Regions from separate parts of the Zea mays genome. Here region 1 is linked to region 2. A link is a contact called in public Hi-C data. All regions are on one chromosome and are shown on one strand. Each heading gives the region's core, a stretch centred on a gene start, on an enhancer-like site or on the middle of the called end of the contact. The rest is flanking DNA. Distances are from core to core; before and after follow the strand shown. Region 1 holds the start of LOC100274018 (Ribosomal protein L25/Gln-tRNA synthetase anti-codon-binding domain). Region 2 holds the start of LOC100193018 (putative protein kinase superfamily protein).

Region 1 (6,339 bases), core at 2,510-5,009, 250 kb after region 2:
TTGTTGAGTGCTCTAAACAACTATCCATGTGTCTAAATCTTGACTTGTAGGTTCTATTTTCTTTCTATATATTTGAACCTTAACTTAATTTCTATTAATTATTAACCCTCGCCTAAACAGTTGTTCATGTGTCTAAACTAAGGGTCTATTTGGTTTCTTTAGTCCAGAGACTAAAGTTTAGTCAATTGACTAAAGTTTAGTTCCTACCCTATTTGGTTGCAGAATCAAAGTATTTAGAACGCATTAAATGACTCATAAGAAGACTAAAATGTCTTTTAATATTCTTCCATCATTAATGCAACTGAAATAAATAAGAGTCAAAAAGTGGAATTAATATAGTTTAGTTTCTTTTAATTATCCCTCGAGAGACTAAAGCAGTTTAGTCTATATTTTAATTTAACTGTTTAGCTATTTAGGGAATGGAACCAAAATTAAGGAATTACTAATCTTTAGTCTTTTAAACCAACCCTGCCTAACTTATGGGATAGTTGTGGAACTAGAAGACTGTTTTTTTGGTCACTCCACCATATGTTTTTTTGGTCACTGCAACACCCAAAAATCATATAAAACTTTAAAACTGTAACGCTACAATTATTGACGCTTTTTAGCTCATTCAACTACGCAAGCTTATTGTAAATAGTCAAATACTACTAAATACGCTCAAGATTTCATATTAGTCTCGAAATTACATAAACATCATGAATGAATCCCCCGTGTTAAGATCAGTAACATAGAGCTAGACATATAGCATAGTTAACATCTTTTGTGATAAGACCAGCCCAGTATCGAAGATGGGCTACTGAGGATATATTGAGCTTACAGGTTGATTACAGATACAGGATCTTAAGCCGTCACGATGGCAAAAGATAAAAGCTTGTTTTTTCTTGATCATCCTCAGAAACTTATGTTATCTATATAAATCATATTGTAAATACGTAATGCTAAATTAGATTGCAAACAATTTTCAATATTGCTCGCCGCACCATAAGTTTCTGTTAACACTAGAAGACCATATTTCTGTCCAATTTGCAAGTGCGTCTAGCTGTAGTAGCATCTACCTGCTCAAAAGATCCCTTCCTGAGGTAAAAATAGGTGTCTCTGGCTACAATTCATCCTAACAGTAGGACAAGTAGCACCTGAATCACTCAAGTACGAAACAAAACCTTATTGTGCTCAAAACAGCTCATACAAAGAAGCAAGTTATTTTCCCTTCTTCTATTCTGGAGACCTTGATCCGGTAAAGTTACAGATGGGCTGATCTGGCGAATGAAGCAGCTTCAACGCAGGATGAACTTTCAGATCACGCATCAGCAATTTCTGTCCTACATCCAACTCACTTAGATCCACTTCAATGTATGGTGGTACTATGTCAGCAGGGCACAGATACTTGGCTGTTCGTTTTATGGTGTTGAAGTAAGCTCCTGGAGTTCCAATTATACACATTAGTCCAGATGTTAACACAGCAAAGGAGGCACATATGGAAGTTTCAGCCATAATGCAGGTAAAGCTTGAGAATTGTGGTCAACATTTTTTAAATGAGATGTTAGGTGCATAATGGATCAGTGATTCAGACAAAAGTGAATGAACATATCATATAGCAACAAACCACAAGACAATAAAAGAATAGCTAAATATTTTTCGGCAGAAATGAGCTCTTTACTTCTCATTGCACGGTCAAGAGAAATATTTACAAATAACCCAGGTCCTTCTTTTAATCATTCTGTTCTATTTAAATAAAAAATATATAGATAGAAAATGTGAGCTTCTAAGATCAAAGACCTCCCATTTCATGTTCAATCTCTGCAAATTGACGAATCATCATAGCATGTTACATACCTTTCCTGAGACCAGGCGAGGCATCCTCTCCAATGAACATCAGAGGAACATCTATTTTGAGAAGTGCAGAAGAAGGTGCTCTCATAAATGTGATATTCAGCGGTTCATCAGTGCCTGCATGCAGGTGTACCTGAATGTCGCAACAGATCCCACATTAGTCAACACCACAATTCTGGAAGTGTGTATAGAAGGTAAAGAAAAAGCATATTCATGTTTTTTTTTTGAGCAATCATTTAAAAAGTTATATAATGCATAAGGCGGTAAGGCCAATAAAGACAGTAGGCAATCAAACAACTCAAAATCATCAGCAAATAATGATTACCCAAAGAACAAAGAGCTGAAATTGCAGCTCATATGATAAAAATGAATCCATTTGCATAAGGAATTGCTTAATGGGAGATTTGCCAATTGATAATGGATTCCACAGATCAGACAGTTCTAGTACGAGTGCAAACAGTGAGCTCACTTAAAGTAACTGTCCTAGTTTATTGGTAAATTTCATGTTTTCCACAACTAGATCAAAGTTCAACCAAAAAAACACAACCACAGGAACAACATTCAACCAAGGGGTGTCGTCATCTTGTTCAATAAACTAAGGCCCCATTTGGTTTGAGGGACTAAAGATTAGTCCCTCCATTTTAGTCTCATTTAGTCCCTAAATTGCCAAACGGTGGAACTAAAACAGGGACTAAACTGTTTGTCTCTAGTCTCTCAAGGAGTGACTAAAAGGGACTAAACCATATAAATTCCACTTTTCACCCCTCCTTTATTTCAGTTGCACTAATGGCAGGAGAATGCTAAGGGTATTTTGGTCCTCTTACGATTCATTTAATACGTTTTGAATATTTTTAGTCCCTGGACTAAAGAAACCAAACGGGCCCTAATGTAACAGAACTTTTGCTCAGATACCTCTGAACCAGCATAACAACTGATGGTCAGCGAACTACTTAGGGCATGTTTGGTTCCATGAGACTAAACTTTAGTCCCTCTTTTTTAGTCTCAAAATTACCAAAGATAGGACTAAAAAGAGGAGAGGAAATCAGATTGATTTCCTTTTAGTCCCCATATTTAGGGACTAAAATAGACTATAAGGGACTAAAGTTTAGTCCTATGGAACCAAACATATAGTCCTAGACCGCTTTGCCATTCGAATTTTATTTGTTTACTGCTGTAAAGCCACCACTAAATCTTCTTGATTTCCATATTTCTCAACAAGCAAACACCGTCTTCATAACTTTCACCAAGAAATGGAGCAACTATACAACCGTAACAGAAATATTTTTTCCATCCAAAACACCTATCTCCACTAACCACACTCTTACACAATAATGCCTGTGCGTCCCTCAGTTGAGTTGTGCAAGCTTTAAAAAATTGCAGTAACCCCTATGCCATCATCGCAGACAAATAGACATTAGCAATTACTATAAATCTGTTGTGGAAAAAACAATTAAATCCAACAGAAAAGTCACACACCTTTCTGGGTAGGACGCGGACGCTTTCGATGAGTTCGCCCTGCCCGGCATGTTCTGACCAGACCTGGAGACTGAACAGCCTGGAGAGGAAGAAGGACCGGCCGAGGTGGTCGACGAGCTTGCGGATCTGATTGGCCCGAACGGAGATGAGGCGCTTGTTGCCGCCCTCCTGTCCGTTCTCCTGCTCGAACACGATGGCGGGGACCCGCCCGGCCTTGCGCTCCTTGGCGGCTACGTGGCGCCCCGAAGAGGCGCGCGGGACGGCGAGGATCACCTCATTGTGCTTAGCGTCTGGCCGCGGGTGGCCCGGGAGGTAGTCGTACGGCGGGGAGAGCGGGTCGGTGGCTTGGTCGGGGGACACAAAGGCCTCGACGGTGGCGGCGGAGAAGTGGCGGCGGAGGAGGGGGAGGGTGAGGGTTTGGAGCGGTCGCCGGATGAGCATAGTTGAGCGGCGTAGGGTTTTGGCGAGGTTGCTTGCCTGCTGGGGAGTGGCTAGGTCTGGGTGACTCGGCCTGTTCTTGGGGAGTGGAGAGATGTGGGGGTTTTGACTGTGGGCTTTGGCGTTGGGCTCAGTGAGACCCATGATTATATATCTCTATCCCATAACCTTTTTATTTTTATAAAGGAAAATGATTAGGATTTTAATTTTATATCCCGTCTTCGTAAATCTATAGCTATAGGTGTGGCAGGGACCTATATAGAATTTTTTGTTGTTTTACACTCCGTAACTTCTTAGGCCTACTTTGGATATACTTAATAATAAATGAGATTGGAGTGGATTAAAATGTATTGAGAGAGTATTTGATCTATTAGGGATTTGCACCCTCTCCAATCCCTTCGAAACACTCCAATCCCAAAGTATCCAAACTAGGCTTTAGGCTTTGTTTGGTTACTCTAACATTAACCTCAATCCACGTGTATCGAGGTGGATTAGGGTATAAACTAGTTTAAGTTACACCTCAATCCACCTCAATACATGTGGATTGAGCTCAATACTAAAGTATCCAAACTAGGCTTAGGGTCAGGCTAAACCTTTGCTTTTTTATTCGGTTTAGTCTAAATGTTTTACTTTTGTTTGAGTATCCATCAAATTTGTTTAGATATTCAGTATTTTTTTAGTTCTAGTTTAAGCTTAGATCAGGAAATTACAAAACTCTATGTATTAAATGTTTGTTATGCATAATTAGGTGGAGAAGGGTTTTTAAATACAAAATGGCTAGAAAGTCCACTCCACCAATTACCTGGACCACGAGAAGGGTTTTATACAGTCTTGGGTAAATCGTTGGATGTTGTTAGGGGCAAAATATGATCATCTTAAGGAAAAGTGTATCCTAAAAGCGGTCTCAAAGTTGAATGCAACGATTCTATGCAGTTGAAAGAGAAATGGGCAACTAAATCATGTCTCTATTGTTTTGGTGATTAATATCCAACACAACAATTGGACTAACTAGTTTGCTAAGTCTATGAGTGTAGGAGTTAAAGTTCAACACATTATGCAAATTGAAGGAGTTAAAGTCAAAATAGCTCAAACAGAGGCTAGAAAGGGCAACATTTTGGATAAGGTGAAAACTGATAGGTTTGAACACTTGGATATTGTCGGAGAGGAAATTCTCCGGCCGGGTGGCGGAACGCACCCGCCCTAAATCCTAAGATGAGAAAGGGGCCTAAGCGTTTTGCCTGCTAGGTGGATTCGGGATGAACACAAGAACGCACAAAGGTTTAGAGTGGTTCAGGCCACCGGAGCGTAATACCCTTGAGAGCACCTAGAGGGGGGTGAATAGGTGATCCTGTAAAATTCAACACTAATAGCCACAAAACTTAGTTATGAAAGTTAGAACGGCTAAGTAGCTTGAAGCGAGTTCTTGTGAACACAGATAATCAAAGAGAAAGCACACAAGAGACACGCGATTTTATCCCGTGGTTCGGCCAAGTAACACTTGCCTACTTCCACGTTGTGGCGTCCCAATGGACGAGGGTTGCACTCAACCCCTTTCAAGTGATCCGATGATCAACTTGAATACCACAGTTTTTCCTTTCTTAGTATTTCTCCCGTTTGCGAGGAATCTCCACAACTTGGAGCCTCTCGCCCTTACAATGATGATCACAAAAGAAGCACAGAAGTAAGGGAGGGGAGAGCAACACACACAAGACTCAAATCACAGCACAATCACGCACACAAGTCACAACTTGAGCTCAAAACACAACACACGGAGTTCACAACTCAAATGGAGCTCAAGTCACTATCACAAAGAATCGAATGCGTGAAGTTGGAGACTTGGAGTCTTAGAATGTTTCTTATAAGCTTGGGTGACTCCTCCATGCGCCTAGGGGTCCCTTTTATAGCCCCAAGGCAGCTAGGAGCTGTTGGAGGCCAACAAGGAAAGCCATCCTTGTCTTCTGTCGAGTGGCGTACCGGACAGTCCGGTGCGCCACCGGACAATCACTGTAGACGGTCCGATGTCGATCTCCTTCCTTTTCTGGCGCAGATGGCCGTTGCAGCTCTGGGCCCGATGGCGCACCGGACACTGTCCAGTGCACACTGGACAGTCCGGTGCCCCTGCCGACCGTTAGCGCGGGCCACGCGTCGCCCGCAGATTGCGCAGCCGACCGTTGCGCTGGCGACCGTTGGCTCACCGGACAGTCTGGTGCACCACCGGACAATCTGGTGAATTATAGTCGTACGTCGCCGATTTTTCCCGAGAGTGGCCTGTTCACCGGAAGCCAGCCTGGCGCACCGGACACTGTCCGGTGCACCACCGGACAGTCCAGTGTGCCAGACTGAGCAGAGTTTTGGCTGCACCGAGCCAAGACTTTTTGGTTCTTTTCTTCTCCTCTTCTCACTGTTTCTAGCACTTAGATAAAACATATTAGTACTTAAAAACTATGTGCTAAGTCTAGAAACATACCTTCTCTTCGATTTGCACTTCTCTCTTCATTTAGCACATAAGAATTTATTTAAATGTGTTGGGCACTTAATCACCAAAACATAATAGAAATTGCCCAAGGGCACATTTCCCTTTCAATCTCCCCC
Region 2 (6,846 bases), core at 362-2,861:
GCTAGTGCAAGTGCACTAACAAAATAAACTATGTGCCATCCAATTTCTCTTTTAAGTAAGATCACAACCCATTAAAAGTCAGCCCTTCTAAATATTTTCCGTGATATGGATCTGAAAGCATCGGTTTATAGTGTCTTGGAACCTCCAGATATAGTCATTAACCGGTTCTTCGCCCCCCTGCTGGACTAAAGCTAAATCAGTTAATTCTAACTCAGGTTCTACTGAGAAAAAGTGTTCATAAAATTTCTGCTCTAATTTATCCCAAGAGTTAATAGAGTTAGGTGCTAGGGTTGCATACCATGCGAATGCGGTACCAGTCAGGGATAGCGAGAATAAACAAACACGATAGGCTTCCCTACCAACCAATTCTCCTAGGTGTCCTAAGAATTGTCTTATATGCTCATGCGTGTTTTTTCCGCCTTCACCGGAAAATTTAGAGAAATCCGATAGTCTAGTTCCCTGTGGATATGGCAAGACGACAAATCAGTGACTATAAGGTTTCCGATATGACTGCCCCATGCCTGGCACACTAACATCGAGTTTATCTCTGAACAACCTAGCTACTTCGTCCCTAATCTTTTCCACCATGTCTAGTGACCATCCATTAAGTTTGAGGGTGAAAATCTCAGGTTGCCTGACATTATTTTGTCGACTTTCCTCCTAGGGGATGTTCAAGATGCGTGTTAGGTGTCCTATTAATGCCACCACCTTCTGCCCTATATCTCTCGGGCTCTCTGGTGGCCGAAGAATATTCGGCCATGTGCATATGAGGTGGCATGACATGATTATAATATGCCGCTGGTGGAGTAGCGTAGTGCTGCTATGATGGATGTGAAAAATGTGCATATTATGTAGCTCCTGGTTCTGTTCTGTGTACGTATACCTCGACTGTCCGGCTAAGGGGCTGGATGGTCCATGATGGGGCTCAATGATCCGAGGTTATATCCGGATGGTCTGGCCATATATGGCGCGACCTAGATAGTCTGTGCGCGGGTGTGTGTTGGGTCTGATGGTCCGACAAATATGCCGGACGATCTATGACATATCCGATCAGTCCGGTGTAAGGGGTTAGACAGTCTGCAACCGTAATGTAGCCGGACGGTCCGAGATAACTTTCGAAACTATAGTACCAAATCCTATAGGAATGAGAATCCAAGTTTCCCCGTGAAATCCTTTGATCCAAAGGAGCCTTTAGAATAATTTATGGCAGGAATGTTTACACGTTGAGGCTACTTTTCACACGCGTCTACAACCTTTCGCGCCGTTTTTCTTGGTTGCTGCCACTATGCAACAGATGCCTCGATTCAAATTCAAAACCACAACAAGGTGATTCCTTTATTTTTTCCTATGGTGCCACCAAAGACATTTTCACCTGAATTCCTATATTTTCAATTTCTGTAGGGTTCAAAACATCCACCATCTCTATTCCCATGTTTTTCCTATTTCTATGTTTTTTTATCCTTCATTCCCAAGAAGGCCGTAACATGTGTAACCCAAAATGGCCTGAGCACAAAGCCCCAAAGCCAGGTTGAGCCCAGATGGCCCTCATAGAATCTCCCGATCCCAGACCAGTCTCCCGCTGACCCATCCTGCTCAGTGCTCACTTCCACGCGGGCCCCAGCCCGCCACGAGTCCCCGCTCCCACCTGCTCCTCGCCGCCGTTAGCGCGCCCCGAGCCCCGACAGCCTTTCTCCTTCTAGGGTTTCTCTCTGTTTCGTCCTCATCGAATCGGAGTTTCGCATGGAGTCATCGCGGTCTCGGAAGCGGACGCGCCAGGCGCATGACTGTGCCGCCGCGCCGCCACCAGAGCGAGAAGTGGTAGGGCCCGCTTTGCTCGTGAGTACTCGCAGATTTGCGGGGTTTCAGGCTGTGCTGATGCAGATTTGGCCACGCTGTGCACGCAGGTAGCGAGGGGTGGCGCGTCGCCACCATGGAGGGAGGATGACCGTGATGGACACTTCGTATTCGACCTTGGCGAGAACTTGACCCGCCGATGTGAGTTCCCGACTCTTTGACTCTCTCCTTCAGTTCCTCGAGCCCTTGTGCATGGATATATCGTTTAGTTGTGTCTAATAATTTGTAATTAGTGGCAACATCTTTTTCTTATTTTGGTTTTATCTGCTTTTTTATTGTTATAAGACCCCGTTTGCAAACTGGCAGTTAGTACACCTTTAGGTTTTCCTTTGTCGTATCAAGCTAATAATGTGTGAAGCAGGGTTCCCATTCTGATCTTTAGTTTTTGTGATTTTAATAGCAATAACCTTTTTTCGCAAAAAAGTAACAAACTTTATGCAGTATGTGGTTCACATAGTTCCCAGTATCCTTTTGGACTTAGATTTAGTTTGATATATGGTTATGTTTATTGACAGAATGCTTTTTAGCTTTACAGATAAAATCTTGAGCAAAATGGGAGAAGGTTTGGGTTTTCTGCAATCTGTCGTCTCCTCTTCTGCTGGGTATCTCCGTTATTATTCTAATGAAGAGGGCTACGAGTTGGATTTTCGTAGGTACATTTGGGCGTGTTTTGGAATGCTGGGACCGTGAAACACATGAATATGTTGCCATAAAAGTTGTTCGCAGTATCCGCAAGTACCGTGATGCTGCAATGATTGAGATAGATGTGCTCAATCGCCTTGCAGAAAATGAAAAGTACAGATCTCTGTGAGTATCTCAGAGACCTAATTACTTAAAGTATAACCCTATTCTGTTTCTGACTTGACAGTTCCTCTTCAATTTGTCAGTTGTGTTCAAATTCAGAGATGGTTTGACTATCGTAATCATATATGCATTGTAAGTACTAGCTTTTGGTCAATTATACTAGTTTCTAAAAGTCAGTTACCAATTTTGAGAATGCATTTTTTTGCAGATGTGTTGGTTGTTTATAATATTTATCTTATTGGCCCTCCCAGTACATTGTATGGAATGAGAGACTTGTCTATAGAAATTATGATAAATCGCCTGTAGTATAGTCTTTTTGTTCTTCGCTCGTGAAGGTTCCCTCATATGGTCACAAATTAAAAATATTCTTTATTCAATGGATATCAATGATTTTGTCAGGTTTTTGAGAAGCTTGGGCCAAGCTTGTATGATTTTCTAAAGAGAAATAGATACCAACCTTTCCCTGTGGAACTTGTGCGGGAGTTTGGACGGCAACTGTTGGAATCTGTAGCATGTGTGTTAGTTATTGCTTGATTCTGCACATCAATTATTAGCTAATTTGGTAGCATTGGCTTCACTTTTCTATTGCTTCAAAGGGGCAGTGTTAACCATCTTTTCTTTTGTAACAGATATGCATGAGTTGCGGCTTATCCACACTGATCTGAAGCCAGAAAACATACTACTTGTCTCTTCTGAGTATATAAAAGTTCCAAGTACAAAGGTGCCTATTCTCACCCACTCTTTTAGTGATTGTCTGCTATTTCTTTACTAGGAATACAGTATTTGCAGTTTTCTTGAATGATTGCTTGGGGTTGTACAGAAGAATTCGCAAGGTGAAATGCATTTCAAGTGCTTGCCGAAGTCCAGTGCCATAAAGCTGATAGATTTTGGCAGTACCGCCTTTGATAATCGGAACCATAACTCGATTGTTTCTACGAGGCATTATAGGGCACCTGAAATAATATTAGGTAAATTGGTTATTTTTGAAGATTTGATTCAGTTTTATCTTGTTTGAGATATGGACTATGATAATTCAGTGTGAAGATTTATGTGCTCTTAAATATGCTCGATAGAGTAAAACAGACATCGTCCAAAATCTTAGCAAAGTCTTGGCACATCCTGATTCATACTCTTATTTACTCCTAAATGATGTGTTTTAATCAAATCTGAAAGAAACAGGTGGTACTTCTTCCTCTTTGATGGTTTGGTGTTTTCTGCACATATTTAGTTTTACAGTTGATGGTTGAGCGATATCGCACTGTATTGTTGAAATTGATTGAACTGAGTTCTATGCTTGTGTGCAGAATAAGAGTTAGATCTTTTATACTATTTCGTTAGTGGCCATGTCAGCTATCATGATAGTTGCTAAAGGTTTCTTCTCCAATTCTGTATGTCATTAGTTCTGATGTTGGATGTTTCTTTTGCAGGTTTAGGCTGGAGTTTTCCATGTGATATTTGGAGTGTTGGCTGTATTCTTGTTGAGCTATGCTCTGTTAGATCTCTTCACACACTTTATTTTTCTAGTACCAGTCTGGTAATTGTTTTCCTAACATCACATTTTTTAGGGGGAAGCATTGTTTCAGACACACGAGAATCTGGAACACCTAGCAATGATGGAGAGGGTTTTGGGACCTCTACCAGAGGATATGATACGGAAAGCAAGGTGCGTTACTTGCAATCTTAATTTGCGTATTATTTTATCTTTTGAATGAAATGTATGTGTTCAAATCAGCTTTTGAAGCATATCTTTATTTGCTTGATGTTCAAAGTTCTTTTTTTGATGGGGCTAGGATTTTTGGTTTTACTGTGCTTTCTTGCCTATTTATTGAACATTCATTTGTTTAAGCATTTTGAGAGAATGATGCATTTGATTTTGCTGCATTAGAGTATCAGAGTTACATTTTGAGGAAATAACACTTTCTTCTCTATTTATTGAACGTTTCTAATCTGTTACACTTCATTATGTTTCATGATTAGCAGAGTATCAGTGTACATAACTTTCATATTGTTTCATTATTCTATTTTGTTTATTGCCAGTTTGCCACTTGAATTTTCAAAGCTAATAGCTGCCTTTTATTTATTCTATTTTGTTTATTGTACCTTGATTTTCGAAGTTAATAACTGCCTTTATGGCCACTACTAATACTAACTTGCCCTCCCTACCCCTTTTTTTTGTTTATTGTTCCTTGTATTTGGTAATTTTGCATGTGTATTGCCTGCTTGTTATATTTAATTTGTGGCATTGAAATTTCTTGGGAACTCTTGTAATCTTTTTTTTGTTTCTTTCCTTCATTTTTAATATTCATTCGTTGTGCTTACATGTATACCACCTCAAATGTATAGCTCTTCAGCTCAGAAATATTTTAGGAGAGCAACACGATTAAATTGGCCTGAAGGTGCTGTTTCAAGAGAAAGCATCAGAGCTGTGAGGAAACTGGATCGACTAAAGGTTTTAGTTCTCTCGTTTCTTCTACTTTGGCCATGCTTATCTATCAACTTACCACGCTTTGACTTAAGAAATTTTAATATTTTCTTGTCTTTGATCTGATTATATTGTCTCCTAGATTTCAAGGTAGTTACGGATCAAGGTTAGAAGTTGGGGTTTGCGCTTGTGATTAGTTGTAGTAATTAGCTATATTGTTTGGTATACCTGCTAGTATTTTTTTACATTAATGTAGAATAACATTTATTAGCTTTCTTTTGGAAGGAATAAATTGATTTAAATAAAATGTAATTGTGCATAGACAAAAATGCTATCCTTCATGAAAGCATTAGAAGATGCCAAACTTTATTTTGGGAGACACCAATTTGCTTAATAATACATTATAAAACGGGTTTGAAGAGGACAACCTGCGACTAACTCGGGCATAAAATAAGTTCGGCTTGTTGGAGGCAGTTAGGAAAGCATAAGAGTTAAATTTTTCTGTTTCATTCAGTGAATTGCTAGGGCTGTCTTCAAAATTTCTTAATAAATAATAATAGGTGCTATCTAGTAGCGCTGCTAGTAATTTCAAATTTTAAACTAACATATGATGTGAAACGTACCTCAAAATGAGTAAGAAGCTATGGAAACATGAGGATTGACCTTACAGATCCTGAAACTTATGAACCACAACTACAGGACTTGGTATCGAGGAACGCTGACCATTCAAAGGTGGCACTGGTGGACTTGCTATACGGTCTCCTACGGTTCGAGCCATCGGAACGCCTGACAGCAGAAGAAGCTCTGGACCATCCATTCTTCAGGAACCCAACATGACTTGTTGAGCAGGCTTGACTCATGTAACTCTACTGAAGGTGGTGGTAGGAAGCAGGCAGAGCCGTCCCCATTGCAAAGCTGAAGGCATCTTGTTCCTCTATACCAGAGAGTTTGTGTAAGGCCTGTCAATGGGGCTTCTTGTGGTGATAAAACTGATGGCTTTAGTCACCCAATGTCATGTACACTAGCATTTTTCCTAGGGAGCTTAGTTCGCCAGACGGCGCTTGTATGTTGTTAACCGGGATACACTATGAGCTGTGCCCCGATGCCCTGGTGCTATAATCCAATCGCAAATGATGAAATCAAGCATAGCGTGCGTCCGTATAGTTTATGATTGAATTGTACCTTGGAATGATTGCCCTACATTCGTTCATTCCTACCTAGCGTTGTTACTTCGATGGTTCTGGGGTGCTGTTGATAGGTGCACACGGCTTGGGATTTGTTGCATCCCAACTGCCGTGTCCTGTTGCTAATACTTGTGCTGCTGCTGAAGTGCTGGGTGGGTTTGAATTCTGTCGTGCCTACAATGCATGTGGTATAGGAAATAGTGTAGTAGTACCTCGCTGCTTGGTACCAGAAGCGGATGGCTTCTACTTCTCACTCTGGCCCACTACTATAGAAATGGACACTGTACCGTCAGAATCGGATGGCTTTAAGCCAGCCGCTCTGCTGGCGTTTTTTTGAGATAAAATACTGTGCACACTGTCAGCCGGTTCGGCTGTTAGCTGCCAGACGGAATATTCACACCCTATACGGCTAGCTTCAAGGGAAGTACCTGGTTGGATTGTGTACTCGACCACGTACTAGCTATAGTTTTTCTGCCTCGACTGCTAAATAATTGGACACATCAAGTTGCCAACCAATAGGTAATGATGCTTAACATGGCCTCTGGTACATTAAAGCCTGCACGTATACTCTTTCGAGAACTT

Evidence for each region. A called contact is a pair of places that touch in the nucleus more often than the background predicts.
Region 1: a contact with region 2 is called in a Hi-C map of leaf, with 5 times the contacts expected there. The contact joins the promoter of LOC100274018 here to the promoter of LOC100193018 in region 2. A contact is called at or near these places in 3 of 25 Hi-C or Micro-C datasets (ear, leaf and tassel).

What each region holds. Positions count from the first base shown.
Region 1 is chr8:144,502,528-144,508,866 of Zm-B73-REFERENCE-NAM-5.0, forward strand. It overlaps LOC100274018 (Ribosomal protein L25/Gln-tRNA synthetase anti-codon-binding domain), which reads right to left and starts at 3,760. Exons shown (of 3, transcript NM_001148403.1): 1 at 3,310-3,760; 2 at 1,837-1,966; 3 at 720-1,421. The coding sequence starts at 3,750. The coding sequence ends at 1,216.
Region 2 is chr8:144,257,227-144,264,072 of Zm-B73-REFERENCE-NAM-5.0, forward strand. It overlaps LOC100193018 (putative protein kinase superfamily protein), which reads left to right and starts at 1,612. Exons shown (of 12, transcript NM_001358523.1): 1 at 1,612-1,818; 2 at 1,905-1,995; 3 at 2,390-2,416; 4 at 2,508-2,661; 5 at 2,742-2,790; 6 at 3,058-3,172; 7 at 3,288-3,379; 8 at 3,479-3,626; 9 at 4,086-4,150; 10 at 4,224-4,321; 11 at 5,002-5,107; 12 at 5,780-6,247. The coding sequence starts at 1,741. The coding sequence ends at 5,917.